Regions from separate parts of the Zea mays genome. Here all the other regions are linked to region 1. A link is a contact called in public Hi-C data. All regions are on one chromosome and are shown on one strand. The core of a region is the stretch at or near the end of the contact, and the rest is flanking DNA. Distances in the headings are between cores, read along the strand shown. Region 1 holds the start of LOC100191496. Region 2 holds the start of LOC100277929. Region 3 holds the start of LOC103627226. Region 4 holds the start of LOC100384054.

Evidence for each region. A called contact is a pair of places that touch in the nucleus more often than the background predicts.
Region 2: a Hi-C map of leaf shows a contact between it and region 1, with 3 times the contacts expected there. The contact joins the promoter of LOC100277929 here to the promoter of LOC100191496 in region 1. A contact is called at or near these places in 3 of 25 Hi-C or Micro-C datasets (leaf and root tip).
Region 3: a Hi-C map of endosperm shows a contact between it and region 1, with 2.2 times the contacts expected there. The contact joins the promoter of LOC103627226 here to the promoter of LOC100191496 in region 1. A contact is called at or near these places in 2 of 25 Hi-C or Micro-C datasets (endosperm and leaf).
Region 4: a Hi-C map of leaf shows a contact between it and region 1, with 5 times the contacts expected there. The contact joins the promoter of LOC100384054 here to the promoter of LOC100191496 in region 1. A contact is called at or near these places in 9 of 25 Hi-C or Micro-C datasets (bundle sheath, ear, endosperm and 2 more) and 1 of 3 datasets of contacts at active chromatin or transcription factors (leaf).

What each region holds. Positions count from the first base shown.
Region 1 is chr5:171,559,608-171,563,372 of Zm-B73-REFERENCE-NAM-5.0, forward strand. It overlaps LOC100191496, which reads right to left and starts at 2,195. Exons shown (of 16, transcript NM_001365492.1): 1 at 42-2,195. The coding sequence starts at 629.
Region 2 is chr5:171,749,967-171,753,731 of Zm-B73-REFERENCE-NAM-5.0, forward strand. It overlaps LOC100277929, which reads right to left and starts at 1,984. Exons shown (of 3, transcript NM_001371688.1): 1 at 1,522-1,984; 2 at 1,290-1,370; 3 at 734-969. The coding sequence starts at 1,869. The coding sequence ends at 895. It overlaps LOC542238 (amylose extender 1), which reads right to left. Exons shown (of 22, transcript NM_001426901.1): 21 at 3,289-3,363; 22 at 2,858-3,192. The coding sequence ends at 3,109. LOC103627234 (putative RING-H2 finger protein ATL36) reads right to left here and starts at 84. Exons shown (of 4, transcript XM_020538554.3): 1 at 1-84.
Region 3 is chr5:171,386,924-171,390,688 of Zm-B73-REFERENCE-NAM-5.0, forward strand. LOC103627226 reads right to left here and starts at 1,890. Exons shown (of 2, transcript XM_008647517.4): 1 at 1,063-1,890; 2 at 660-987. The coding sequence starts at 1,546. The coding sequence ends at 893.
Region 4 is chr5:171,693,273-171,697,037 of Zm-B73-REFERENCE-NAM-5.0, forward strand. LOC100384054 reads left to right here and starts at 2,131. Exons shown (of 7, transcript NM_001368217.1): 1 at 2,131-2,226; 2 at 2,524-3,299; 3 at 3,519-3,566. LOC103627227 (a long non-coding RNA gene) reads right to left here and starts at 2,627. Exons shown (of 4, transcript XR_002262430.1): 1 at 2,543-2,627; 2 at 1,523-1,573; 3 at 1,255-1,391; 4 at 823-1,117. It also overlaps the pseudogene LOC109939965.

The DNA of each region.
Region 1 (3,765 bases), core at 945-3,444:
GATGGCCGACGGTAACTGTAAGAGAGGGAGAATGTGCAGACCCAGAAGCGGTGGGAGAGGGATTGAGGCGATGCAATGGGCTGGAGGTGGTCGGCGGCAGCGATGGAGGAGTCGAGGAAGTTGGGGTCCGCAGCGGCGGAGGCCTCGGAGCAGAGGCGGAGCGCGAGGGCGAGCTGGAGGTTGTAGGCCTCCTCCGCCTGCTGCGCCCAGCTCTTGCTGCTGCTGCTCGGTGCGCGGTCCGCGTCGCCCTTGTACCTATATTCCGCGGCGTTGGCGATGGTGAAGGAAACGGTGGAGGATACCTCGCCGTCGTCGCCCCCGACGCTGCTACCGCTAGATTGGCGCTGCAGCGGCAGCCAGTCCGCGACGCCGAGTTGGGGCCTGTTCCTGTGCAGCTGCTGGAACGGCAGCTTCGCGGCAGCGACGGACGCGTCGAACGAGGAGAGCCCGTCGTCGTCGGACGCAGGGGCGGGAGGGTAGTGCGGCGAGCAGCCGTCGTTTCTGACGCTGCTGGGCGGGGAGGACGCGAGGAGGGTGTACGACGCCCCCGCGTTGGATGATGAGGCAGGGGGGCCTCGCCTTCCACCGGCGCTCGACACCGCGTGAGGCCACTTCGCATCCTTCATCATCTGGCGTCTCCGCCCTTGGCGTGCGGCGCCGGTGCAGGTTGAGGTCGCGGCGGGCGACTGCTAAGTGCTAACTCCGCATCAGCCGATCTGTCGATCGCTCCTGGCGTGCGGGCGGCCAGACGCTCGCTTTTCTGCGTGCCCTTTTCACTGCAAGTCTCCAAGCAACTACTAGTTCGCCCTTGGAGGCCTCGCATCTGAAGGAGAGGGACACGCCGACGCGGACGCGGACGCTGACTCGTGGATGGAGTGATGGACGGAGGACTGGTGGCCCAGTGGGGACTGGGGAGTCGCGTCGAAGAGCGGGTGTCTGCCAGTGCCGGGTGCAGCGCGCACGGCACACGGCACGCGGCCGCCGCGGGCGGCGTGCTTGGGATCCTCGGAGCAAGTCGAGAGGAAAGAGAAGGGGGGCAGCACTCTGTCTCTGACACTGCAGTACTGCACTCCGCACTCGGGTCCGATGCGGCAGGTAGACACGGCACGACGAGGACTCGACCGTCGGTATGGGCAAGTGGGAGTGCCCACCATCAAAGGACCGTCAGGTGCATGCATCGCTCTCGCTAGTGGCTCGTCGTGTTCGATCGTTCCGATGAGAACCCGCCTCTGCTGTCTGCTCCCATGGACAGTGACTCGGTGAGCATTTCGTCTCCGTCTCCGAGGTGGATCTTCGCAACAATATTTTGTATTCACATCATATAATCTCTACTAACTATTAAGACAACAGTGTAGACCATTTTCTATGCCCCCGCCTCCCGGTTTGCGCAAGCCCCATCTCCCCCGCGAAAGCTGCAACTGGCTCCCCCGCTGCGACGTGGGCAGGGAGGGTCAGAACTTTGGGTGGCAGATCTGTGCTCACGCGCAGACGACATCGCAGCGACCGAGGGTTACGAGTAGCGAGACGAGAAGTCGAAGTCCAGGCATCCAGGGCCTCCCTTGCTTCCGTCGGCGTCACAGAGCGGAGACACTTACGGGCGCTCGAGGTCGTCGGGATCGGGATCCCCGCGGCGGCTCCTGCGGCAGCCGCGACGGCGAGCAGGGCCAGCGCCGCCACGCCGATCCCCGGGGCACACCGCCCACGCCACATCCCCTGCTCAGCCCACGCGCAACCAGTTCTCCTCGACCCAGATCTCTGCCCCGACCCGTCCTTCTCGCGGCCCACACGACCCGCAAAACCAATTCGGTCGCAAATGAGGCACGGAAGCAGAGGGACAGAGGGGGACGTGCTCACGCGTGAGGAAGTAGGAGACGGCGAAGATGCAGAGCGCCCACCAGACGGTGCGCAGTTTTGCCTCCTCGATCAGATCGTCGTCGCTCTCCATCCTCTTCCGCATCTCGGCCTGCGCGCGCGCCACGGCGCGGCCCGGCCCGTGGGAGGCGGCGAGGGATCCGGTGGGACCGATTAACGGATGTGGAATCCCCGTAACGAGCTCCGCCTTCGCCGGAGAAGAAGGCCGTGCCGGGCGGTGCCGGCGGCGACTCGCCTCCACGGCGATTTTTATTTCTGGGTTATTTTGTCTTTTTTGGAGTTTTCTTAGGATTTGTAGAAACGTGCCCGGGGTCTCGAACCAGCCTGTGTGCTCTGTTGTGAGGCCCACCTAGCGAATGCGTGTAGCCGAATGCCATGTGGGTCCATATAGCCACGCTCCACGCTGACGAGTGGGGCCTTTATGTGATGGTTCGATATTTCCACCGTCCCACGAGGAGAAAATTTGGATTCATGTCATTATGAATCTTAATTCGTTCAAATGACATTATAAAAACACGCTTCACATAAAAATCATTATCTCCACTAACTATTAAGGCAATAGTGTAGACCATTTTCTATGCCCCCGCCTCTCCCTCTGCGCACGCCTCATCTTCCCCCACGAAAGCTGCAACTGCCTCCCCCGCTGCGACGTGAGCAGAGAGCTCCAACAAGACCCTCTAAAGGGTCCTCTACCCTAAATATAAATGATCAAACGGTCCTCTACGCTCTCTAGCAGCGTTCTCTAAACGGTTCTCTAAATTTAGAGGACGTTGCTGGATTCTCTACATATAGAGTTTCTCTAAACAGTCCTCTATCTATTTGAATACTTTAAATAACCGATTTAGCAAAACTAAAATATGTATAATATATTTGAGAGTATGACAAATACGTATGTATAAAAAATAAAAATAAAAAATGTCTATAATATAGATATTTGAGTATAGAGGACGTGATTTAGAGGATGTTGTTGGAGAGGAAGTAGATATAGAGGATAAAATCTTTTAGAGGAGACTGTAAAGGACAGATATAGAGGATGAATATAGAGGACGTTGCTGGAGACAGCCGGCTAGCTCCAGCAAGGCACCCTAAAGGGTTCTGTATCCTAAATATAGAGGATCAAATGGTCCTCTATGTCCTCCAGCAGCGTCCTCTAAACGGTTCTCTAAATTTAGAGGACGTTGTTGGATTTTCTATATATAGAGTTTCTCTAAACGGTCCTCTATCCATTTGAATACTTTAAATAACCGATTTAGCAAAACTGAAATATGTACAATATATTTGAGAGTATGACAAATACGTATATATAAAAAATAAAAAATGTCTCTAATATAGATATTTGAGTATAGAGGACGTGATTTAGAGGACGTTGTTGGAGAGGAAGGAGATATAGAGAATGAAATTTTTTAAAAGAAACTGTAAAGGACGGATATAGAGGATAGATATAGAGAACGTTGCTAGAGACAGCCTCAGAACTTTGGGTGGCAGATCTGTCTATTGCAGAAGTGCTCATGCGCAGACGACATCGCAGCGACCGAGGGTTACGAATAGCGAGACGAGAAGTCGAAGTCCAGGCATCCAGGGCCTCCCTTGCTTCCGTCGGCGTCGCAGAGCAGAGACACTTACGCGCGCTCGAGGTCGTCGGGATCGGGATCCCCCGTGGCGGCTCCTGCGGCAGCCGCGACGGCGAGCAGGGCCAGCGCCGCCACGCCGATCCCGGGGGCACACCGCCCACGCCACATCCCCTACGCAGCCCACGCGCAACTAGGTCTCCTCGACCTAGATCTCTGCCCCGGCCCGTCCTTCTCCTCACGGCCCACACGGCCCCTCCACTCGCACTGCAGCAACCATGACAATAATGACGTGCGGCAGGGTACACGTTCGGGCGCTCCTTCC
Region 2 (3,765 bases), core at 734-3,233, 190 kb after region 1:
GTCGTCGTCGTCGGATTAGCAAGTCAATCATGGAGGGCTCAACTGCCAGAGCAAAGCAAAAGGCTCTCGCTTTCACCGGAGCGGGCCGCGGTGTGCCTTGTTTCTCCTCTTGGCGATTGACTGATGGGTGGGCCTCTGCTCGCCGTGCCGTGTCGTGTCGGTTTTCTCGCTCCTTGCGGCAGGTCGCAGTGTCGTCCGCGGCACATTGTGACCGACCTGCTCTGCTTTATTTATTATTTTCTCCTTTTTGTCAATCGGTAATAGCAGACTGTGGCCGACCTGCCCGGCAAACCATGTGCTTAAACTGTTACACACACCGTCAGAGCAGATGACACGGCACAACAAGTGAAATGCACGCATGCATTTAAATTTTTATAGGTAATAATTTTGCATAAAGATATGGTTCAATGCGGAATTTGCTCATTGGCACCATCAATTCACAGATTTGGCAAGTAACATTATAAAATCAAGTCTTTTATCCTTGAGCGTCTCAACCATAATTATATAGTATTTTCTCCGTTCTTTTTTTTATCGTGTTTTAGTTTAAAAATTAACTGGCAATTGACACATAGCACCTACAGATATGATAAAGTGAGCTCGTAGTTCTATTTACATAACGATAAATCTAAGAACCATTTGGTATCTGATTCTGATATTGGTATTTCAAATACGTTTAGGACCAATGGTGCCGCAGAGCAACGATTACAAGCCAAGGATAGTGAACCATCGGTTACAAATCATGTGTACAAATACACAAATCCAATCATCAAGTACGTCGCAGGAAAAAAAATTGCACGTTGAGCTTCAGTCATTGCTAGTTCGATTTCTCTTATGGGCCGGAATACCACGACTACCTTACCACCATCGTCATCCTCTTCTTCCATGAGATCAGATCTAGTAGAGGGATTCTATCGTCTTGTTGAGCTCCTCCAGCTTCTTCATCCGCAGCCTCTCGCTCTCGCTTACGAGCTGCCAGAAAGAACACGTTATTATTTTATTGTTTTAGATGACCAACCTCTGAGTGAAACATGTGTCAACAGACACGTTCTTATTAGGGAAAAAATAGAGGACCAAGTCAGTTGGGCCTAGTAGTACAGTAATAATATGGAAATGGCCCAACCAATTCCATCCATCGGATTGGTATATGAATTTCACAGGAATTATTATTGGTTCTAAAACAGCCTTAATCCTTTTTATTTTCCGCAGCAGAACAAAATATGCCTACCGAGACGGTTCTCAAAACAAAAGCTAGCTATAGCGCGCGCGGATTGCAAAAGAATTGAACTGACCTCCAACAGCCTATTGACCAGCGTGGCTTTCTCGTTGTTCTTCTCGTTGTAGGCCTCGAGGCACATCTTGTACTCCTTCTCCTGCACACGCACATGTTCGGAGACAAACACACGATCAGCAAGCAGTACGTGTTGCTACCTGCTTGACTTCGTTCTATAGCCATTCGGTCGAAGTGAAAAACCCGAATGGAGAAACACTCGTGTTGTGTTCCAGTGTCTTGTAGTGACGTACCTTTTTGAGGCACGTCTTGCCGAGCGGCTTGAGCTGCCTGTTGACCTTGTCGATGCGCTTGCGGATGGCGTCGACCTCCCGGCGCGTGGGGTCGGCCATGAGCTCCAGCTCCTGGCGGATGAAGGCCAGTCGTTTGGTCTCCTCCTCCACCCGGCCCAGCATGGAGAACACCTTGTCCCGCACCTCCACCTTCTTGCGCTCGATCTCCTCCTCCTTCTCCTTGAACAGCGACAGCGCCGACCGCGACGACTGCTCCGCCCACTCCCCCACCTCCTCGCCGCCGCCCGTCGACGCGCTGCGCACGCACACGATCTGCATCTGCTGCTCCTCCTTGCCGCTGCACTCCATCTGTCGTCGCTGCTAGCTGCCAACACTGCCCTCCAAACGGCTAGCTAAGCTAGGGCAGTGTGTAGAGCAGGAGAGGCCTCTTGCGCCCTAAGCCGTGTAAAGAAATTGGTAGTAGGAGTAGCCTGCATCTAACAACCGTCCATCTATTTATTCCTCCAGCTTCCATGTGCTCGCTCTCCCTTTTACTGTTGTATTGTTTTGCAAACGATCGAGAGCCCAGTACTAGCTAGTGTCCTAGCTACTCGAAGCCTGAACCTTTAAGCAAGCACCGGTGATCTGTATGAATTGTTATATTGTTTTGATTGATGTTATATGTATCTTAGTGCAGGTGTCACTTGTCACTCATCAACTCATACTATTAGCTGCTTATGGTAATGATAGCACAAGCTTCCTGGGCATCGATGGAGGAAATAAAACCAACCAAGCTGTATGCCATGACCCGAGACAACATCATTCCACGTACATGTGATGTGAGCAGGAGAGCGGCTCCGGACTGGCCCAAGGCCAAGACCAACAGCGAAGTATCATAAAAACTTGAAAAGCGTTAGGTGAGATCCAACAAGTCGAGTAGGAGTAACTCTTGAGCAATCTCAGTGTACATTCCCTGTCACCAGTTGGTGTGACCAAATGCACGCGTGATCGTCTCCGAGGCGAGGATACGATAATGCATGCATCCAAGCATTAGTAAAACCCCGTATCCATGTCTATCGTTGTAGGATTAACATCTAAGGCAGGCAAGCCGAGGTATACCTGCAACGGCAAGCTGGGACGGGGGAGTAGTGTCTTCAGGGACACTGGAAAGGTAGTGCTTTGCGTGTCTGAATCTGAGTGAGTCGGTAATCGGGAGGGGTGGCATTTAAAAGTAAGCAGAGCAGGCAGCAGGGGCCACATTGCTGGCTGCTCTGTAGTCGGACATGCAACCCCCCAGCTTGAAACCTATGCGCTGCAGCCGATTGTCTAACTCTAAGACCATCAGTGCCCAACGGAATGAAACAAGTGCAAACAATCAGCCATCAAGCATTAGGAAAGCGAAAAACGAAAACTCTATGTTTAATTGACACCTTGAAGGTCTTAAATATATAGAGAGGACAACGCAGCGAGATGCATGGGCTTTCCAGCATCGATTAAAGTATCAGAACCTTATTGTAGCATGCATGCATGCATCTGCCGGTTTTGGAAGAAGGTTTTTCCTCACATCGACAGCCCCACACATGCCGCGCAGCAACGAGTACCCCGCTATCACTCCACTGGAGCATAGACGACACATGTTCTGCTTGGTGTATAAACCGAGAATGAATATGGCCTATTATCATGCGAACAGTCCTGCAAGTAATGGCCATAACAGAAGTTAGTTCACCTCTGTCAGGAACAAGTTGACATCTGCGTACCTAGAGCAGTATCACGTGCCACAAAACTTACGGCGGTGAAGTGCTCGGCTGCGTGATGGATCCTGCTAAATCCACCAAATAGTCCAGCGTCGGAGTCCAAGACCACCTGGTACAAATAGCAAATGCTGTCAGCACCTCCGCTAGTGGGATTTTGAGAAACTTCTCCGGCTAGTTTTCGAACAACGGATGTGCTCCAATATCAGAGACGCCAAGAGAACGAGCATGCGGCTATCCGTCACAGGAACTCCTAGTTCTTTTTTGTTTTGTTTTTTTTATACATGTAAACATGGCGCCCTAGTATTTTGCTACCTTTTACCTGCTCGTGCAGCCTAAAAATTGGAAAAATCCAAATCTAGCGTCCTACGTTTTCAAGCAAATTAAATTAACTACAACATGAATTGCTGACACCAACAGCTTAGCTGCTCCTAGCTTCACCGTAGAAAGAGATCAATAATGACACTTGATAAATTGCAGCATGATAGTACGTATATCTAACTCATTTATCAAG
Region 3 (3,765 bases), core at 640-3,139, 170 kb before region 1:
TATATGATAATTGATATGATGTGATATGGCCGTGCAGGCTCGAAAGCAGCGAATGATTTCTGGAGCTTTGACTGACCAAGAAGTGTCCGCACTGCACATCTAGAAGAACTGAAGACGCTTTTTCTCTTGAGACGACGACAAAAAGGGCCGCTGAGCATGAGCATCTGATGGCCGGCATGCTTGCACGCACATCGCATCGCATCCATGGCTGAGACAAGATGGCCGGCGTTCTTTTTTTCTCGAAGCCAGGAGTTGGAATGTGAAACGACGGTACGATAGGAAATTGCATTGCACCACCGCCCAAACATCTTCCATCTTTGGGCGTTTACCTGTTGTTGTACGCATGTTTTGTATATCATGAACAGACTTTGAGTCGGCAACCGGTTGAACAAAAATTCCTTTTTTTTCCTTCTAAACTGTGTATATGTAATATATGAGCATGGTTAGTGGCCGCCAGAGTCCGAGACGTCTCAATGAGTGAGACAGCAACCGAAAGAAAATTGGAAGATGACGTTCGCTCCTACGAAGATAATCTATACAACTTCAATCGTTCTCCCGCTTATTGGTTTGCAACGCCCATACATACAGGTGCAAGAGGCTATCCCAACTGGCCGACTGGGATCAATCGAATAATGCATCAACTTAAATTGAAATACCTGTTTTGAATTTTGGAAAAAAGGATGCAGGAATACCAAGGCATCTACCTGCTCGATCATTAATTCAATAAATTTGGCAAGGTGGTCAAGTACAAATGTATGCACAATCTATGAATCTAGAGAGGGATCGGAGGTCGTAAGACAAGTAGTGTATTCTACAAAGCTACCATGGTGGATTGGTGGTAGCATGTTTGGCCTGTCGGCAGAGGTGGGCGTGGCCTTGCCGGCTTCAGTTGCTAGCTGGACGCGTAGAGCGAGCCGCAACTACTGCTGCGGTAGAGGAAGAAGCTCCTGCTCCCAAGCTCCATGATCTTCTCCCCGGGGTCCAAGCCTGTTTGTTTAGAAAACAGCGGCGTCAATAGAGAGTAATGGAGAGTAATGAGGCGTCGGCGTCAGCGTCACGTACTTTCCAAGCTGAACTGGGAGTAATGGAGCCCGAACGCCGAGGGGTCGGCGGACGGCAGCGGCGGCCGCCGTCCTTCCTTGACGTAGAGCTCCACCGCGGCCGCGACCAGGTCCGCGACGCGCCACTCGGCCCTCGCCATCACGTGCAGCGGCCACATGCTCCGATGCACGGCGACGGTCACCAGCGCCTTGCTCGGCGCCGCCCTCCTGCCCCACGGGACGGCGGCGGCAGTAGCGTTGCCGCCGTGGACGCCCGCTCGCCGGAAGCCCCGCTCCCTGACGCCGGCCAGCAGGTCCGGATGCGTCCGGGGCTTCTGTCTCATCAGGTGGTCTCGCTGCTGCTCCTTCTCAGGCGTGCAGCGCGCGTGGAACGACGCCCGCCGCTGCACGAGCGGCTCCCGCGGTGCCGGCGCCCCCGCCGCCTTCTCCGCGTGTCTCTGCCTCGGCCAGGCCTTTTGATCAGCCGGCGGCGCGTGAGGAGGCATCTTTGAGCAGAATAACGACAGGGCAGCAGTAGCTCACGTCCGATTTTACAAGCTTCACCTCACTGGACAAGACAAGAAGAGGAAGATTTGCCGGAGCGAGAGCTCATATATGCACAAGCGCCCGCTCATTCGGTGGGCGCCACTGGGGGCTCGCCGATTTGGTTTTAGATTCTTCGCAGGAGAGCTTTCGACTGGTGCGGTGACAGGTGTGAGGCGTGCCGCACCGGCGGTTGCTGATTCATATAGCCGGTTGCTCCGTAGTCCGAGTCCGACATGGCGGTCATGGACGGTTGAAAAATAAACTTGGAGCGTTAAGCTTAGGGAGTGTTTTAATGTACTAGAATTAATATGTAAATACTAATTTGTTGTTTACTTTCGTATGGTACTCAGATTAACAAATTAGTCTTTACACATTTAGCCTTAGATGTTAAGTTTGTTACTTAGTTTGTTATATTACTCACATTAGAAAATTAGCTTTTATTTCCTCTGTTTTTTTATTTATCGTGGTTTAGTTTAAAAATAAATTAGCGGACCAACAATATTCGAGAACGGATTTAGTAAAATTTGGTTATATGACTGTAATTTACTTTTTAAGCAAAGAAACATACCTTGAAATGTTGTCAAGCTTTACAGTACTAGAGCAAGATTGTGTTCTTATGTGTTACGTGAGTTTATTCGTTTTTTTGGTCAAGTACACGCTATGATAGGGGTTGTAAAGGTCCTAATAATTGACATTGGAGCTATGCTGTCAAAAATGTTCGAGACAAGTCCTAATAATTGACATTGGTACATGGTGATTTGTATGTCCAATTATGGCGACTAAGGGCCTGTTTGTTTACCCCCAATGGATTATATAATCTGGATTATTTTTGGAAGATTATATAATCTGGATTATATAATCTGGATTATATAATCTGAGTAGTCATGTTTGTTTACCCAGATTATCTGGTGTGTTTCTGTTGGGCGGCGGGCTTCTCCGATCCGATAGGCGCAAAAACGATTCGGTAGATTATAATGGCAATGGTGGGTAATTTCTAGGAAACTTGAAAGGGTAGTGGGGAAGTGGGAAAAAATAATCTGAAATAAGCACCTCCTCACTTGCTTATGGATTATCATAATCCAAGGGGTTAGATTATATAATCTGGGCAAATAAGCTAGACTGTTTGTTTGCCTCTTAGGATTATTTAATCCAGATTATATAATCTGGGGGGTAAACAAACAGGCCCTAAAGTAGGAGGAAATAAGTACTTCCTGCTGCGGGTGGACAACCTGAACCGGTATATGTGGGTAGCTGTGATTAGGGCTGGGTATTCGGTCTATTAGGTCCCGTTTGTTTCGTTGGAATTCAATTCCATTTTAATAATTATAAGTTAGACAAAACTAATTAAATTCATATATTTACAAATGTAATATATTTGTATATTATCCTAAATCATATGAGAGAGATAGTTATATACTACATTTATGTTATAGCGAAGCAAGTAGAAGAGTGTGTTATAAGTTGTACATCGGAAAAATAGTATGTAAATATATAGAATCTATTTTCATTTCTCACCACATGAATTTGAGATAGGTTTATATGATAACTTTGGAAAGTGGTGGAATGTCACATTCTAAAAAAATAGCCCATTCCATTAGTAAGATTTCAATTCCTCAAAATGAAAGGAAACAAACGGGACCTTAGGGTAATTCGATTCGGTCTATTCGGGGTTTTGAAATTTCGGGTTATGAAACATGAAAACCGAAATTTCTAAAATAATTTTAGGAACCGAATCCGAATAGACCCACAATTTCGGTTCGGTTTATTCGGTCCACCGAATAGACTCAAATAGTAGAGAAACCATTATCTTTTGTTAAAATATATACAAATAATAATTAATTGGAAGTACTATTTTTACAACAAGTGACTATAAAAAATAACATAATGATATATATATACTATCGTTAAGATGATATCATAATTTTTAGCTAATAAACTCATAAATCATATAATAATATCATCATATATTAAGAGCTTTTTTCTATTTCGGGTTATTCGGTCTATTTGGGTTTTAAAGGTTAGGAACCGAACCCGAACCCATAACCAGAAATATAGCATATATAGGAACCGAACCCGAAAACCCGAATAGACCAATAATTCGGTCAATTCGGGTTCGGGTTCGGGTTTTGGTTTTAAAATGCTCACCCCTAGCTGTGATTCCTTCAAAGGATCAACAGCT
Region 4 (3,765 bases), core at 881-3,380, 130 kb after region 1:
ACAGAACATGAGAATGAGAAACGCAGAACAAGGAATGAGAATGGTGGCAGAACGAGAATGACAGAACAGGAATGGTGACAGAACACGGAATGACAGACTACTCTTGCAGCCTTAATAAGTAGTAGAGTTAGAGATAAACACCTATTGATCTGTTTATGAATTATGGTTATCTAGGTATTTAGACTATATAACCCACCTAATAATTTGTATTATTGGTTTACCTCTCAACTTATTTAAGTTGTATTATTATATAATCTAGAGCAGGACATTAGTAAGTTAACTCCCTGATCTATATTTTGTCCCTCGTTTGCTCCTGAAGTGCTGTCATTATTACTTTATTAGGCTGTTGATACCGATAGCAACATCAAGGCGTTGGCCTACGCCTCTCGTAGATTACAAGCAAGCAATGTACTCATGCATGTTGACCGATTCCAATTTCCAAGCAGGCAGAGACCCATGCATTGTGAAAGAAAGCAACGCCAAGACAACCGCTCTTGCAGGCCTGCAACATGCAATGGATAGCACGCAAGCGTTTTTTTTAATCCATAATATATGCATAGATTATTGCCTAAGACTAAAAGATGGTGTATATTACGAGGCTCGACGAGTGTACCTCGCTTGGGTTGGATCGAGTCCTCGCTTTGAGCCTCAGCTGAGTTCTGACAACAGACGCAACAGAGTAGGCAGAACCAATCCAGACATTTGATTCAGAGATGTATGTTTAGAAACATTGACAATGTAGCAGTCAGACAACACGGCGAAGACGAGACTATTTACGAACATTACAGAAAACGAGAAGAACATACGCAACAGCATTGTCTTAATCTCAAAGAAAAAACACAGCAGCGTTGTCTTAATCTCAAAACACACACACACACAACAGCAGCATTGTCTCAACTTGTGTGCACCCAAAAGTTCCAGCAAAGCGCCTGATTCAAAACGTGCATCCCTGGCGTAGCGCCGAGACGCCAAAACCATGAACCAAACAAATTGCTTCAGAAAACATCACATCACTACATTGTGAATTCACCAACATATGCAGGGGTCCATGCTTCACGGAGGCGATTATTCCTCACCAGCCATACAGTCAGCTTGAGGTCTAAATTTTCATCAGTTCCTGAAAAGAATCCAGGCAGTTCTGATTCACTTTCTGAGGGCTCTTTAATGGTTAACCCAAGAATACTGCGAGTTCTTGTTCTAGCATCAAGCATAGTTATTTTTATTCAGAAGCTCAGTTCGATATGTGCCTATTACCTCGCTTCAGGTTATAGCGTATAACCAGCAAACACTACGTCTTGTTAGACAAAAAGTCAACAAATAGATCAAAAAAGTACTTGTTCCTTCTGCTTCTGGATGGATTCGATCTTTTTCATGTAGTCATCTATGACTTTCTGCAGAATTTGTACGAGAAAGTTAGCTCCCACTGCATCTAACAGTAAAAAGCTTTCCAAGAGATATAAGCATATCCTTGAGGACCTATGTGCAACTACAGGAAGAAAAAAAATAGAAAATTCATCCTCACTTGTAGATCAGCTGATAAATCTTTCACGTTGTCCTTAGAAAGCTTCTTTTCCTACATAAGCAAGTGCAGTTTTTTTTAACAAAAATAAGCAAGTGTGGTATATGAGTTTTATTACAAAGCTACGATGGCTGCCATTCACATGAGTTGAGTCTAGCAAAAAGATAAACCAAGAAAAATCTTCCCCCGCAAACGCAAAGAGACTGATTTGATCCCACGACCTGGTCAACCACCATTTTTTAAAATCTCAGAAACCACCTGTGGTATTGTGCAAGAGAGAATTTCTTACCAAGGAATCCTTCTGAAGCTGCATAATCACCCTTGCAAATTGACTTTATATATGGAAGCGGGTATGGACGTATGGTTGGATTCCTGCGTGGCGCACTGGGCCCTCGGTGAGAGGGAAAGATTCTAACAACTAAAGAAAAACAAAATTGCCATGGTGGCCCCCACAGTTTTTGTTGTTACGACAACACCAAAAAATGAAGGGCAAAACCAAGCGAAGCCAGGCCAAGCAACTTTCTTGTTGTCCTTTCGTCTCACAGCGGCAGCAGGATCCATTAGATGCTCGGGTGGAGCACTGAGCCTTTTCCGGCGGTGAGTTGAGCTGAGCAGAACCGTGCTACCTAGCCAATCCACAGGAGGAAGAGAGGAGAACGGGAGCCCTTTTTATGACAAGAAGGGAGGCGCCAGGCGTGTGATTAACAGTGAGCTGCTTGCTACTCTCTTACTACCAATCTCTTTCGCTGCTTGCTTTCCATTGAAAATGATGTGATCTTGCTTACCACCCACACCCTACAATCCGAAGGCACGCATGCCCAGCACAAAAATCTCCCAAGGATTCCCATGTCCCCATGGTTTCCTAGCACAAGATGTGCATGGACCAGCAGAACAGAAGTGAAGCACTCTGGCATTGCATGCCCAAGTGTTGTTGTTATCGTTACCAAGATCATCGCTACTACTGATGACTGATGCAGTGCGTTCGTGATGAACTGTGTAAGCAGGTTTTGAAGGGAGAGTTACCTGCATCTGCATGGAAGAGGGAGGCGACCCGCAGCTTCCGAGCATCTCCGCACGCACCACGTCCGAAGGCGCGGGGGGCGTCGACTTGGATCTCCTTGAGCAGCTACTGTCTGACGACAACGGCTGGCTCGAGGTGGTCTCACGCTCGCCCAACTCGGTAGCGTTTCCTCCACTCTCAGCCTTCTTCTCGGCTGACGTGACAGCCACCACAGTGACGACGACGGCGACGGCAGCGCCGGCCGCGAACGCCAGCTGGTGAATTCAGACGGGTGGCGCGAGCCCCTCCTCCGTGGAGGAGCAGTTCAGCCAGGCCCTGTCCTACATCCGAGATACGCAGAGCGACGGCGACGTCCTCGTGCAGCTCTGGGTGCCGGTCAACCACGATGACGGGAAACTGGTGCTGACCACAAGCGAGCAACCGTTCACGCTCGACCACCGCTCCGACAGCCTCCTCCGGTTCAGGGAGGTGTCCACCAAGTACCAGTTCTCGGCCAATGTTAAGTCGGGGGATTCGCCGGGGCTGTCAGGGAGGGTCTTTATCGGCAGGCTCCCCGAGTGGTCGCCGGACATCAGGTACTTCACCAGCTACGAGTATCCCAGGGTAAGGGATGCACAATACCTCGATGTCCATGGCACCATGGGTCTGCCAGTGTTCGAGAAGGGAAGCTACAACTGCCTGGGCGTCATCGAGCTGATCATGATAAGGCAGAAGATAAACTTCACCTCTGAGCTCAACACCATTTGCAGTGCTCTCCAGGTATGAAACCTCCTCAATCTCACTGCCCCTGAAAGTTCAGAGAAGTATATCGCAAGTGTGTTAGGTTAGGAGATCAAATCACCAGCTTAGTGCAGGAAAGAAAAACAGCAGTCTAGCCACTGATGCCACCTTGAAGTACCTGCATGCCAATTATTACTGTAGAAAATCAATAGTGTTTCCAGGTCCGGGCTTTAGTAATAGTGAATAGGGTGTTTGCAGGCAGTTAATCTCAGAAGTACAGAAGTTTCAAGCATTCCACGCATAAAGGTGAGCAGAAAAGAAATTCTACACTCACTGTGTCACAACTTTGAATTTTGGGAAATAATTCATTTTTCCAAAAATATGAATCTCAGGACCTCTACATTCCAACTTAATGTAGGCATGATATGAAATCTACTTAAAATTGCATGTTTGTGAAGAAAAAAAACTATGCACGTTTCAATTTACCTACCCTAGCTCAGCTACT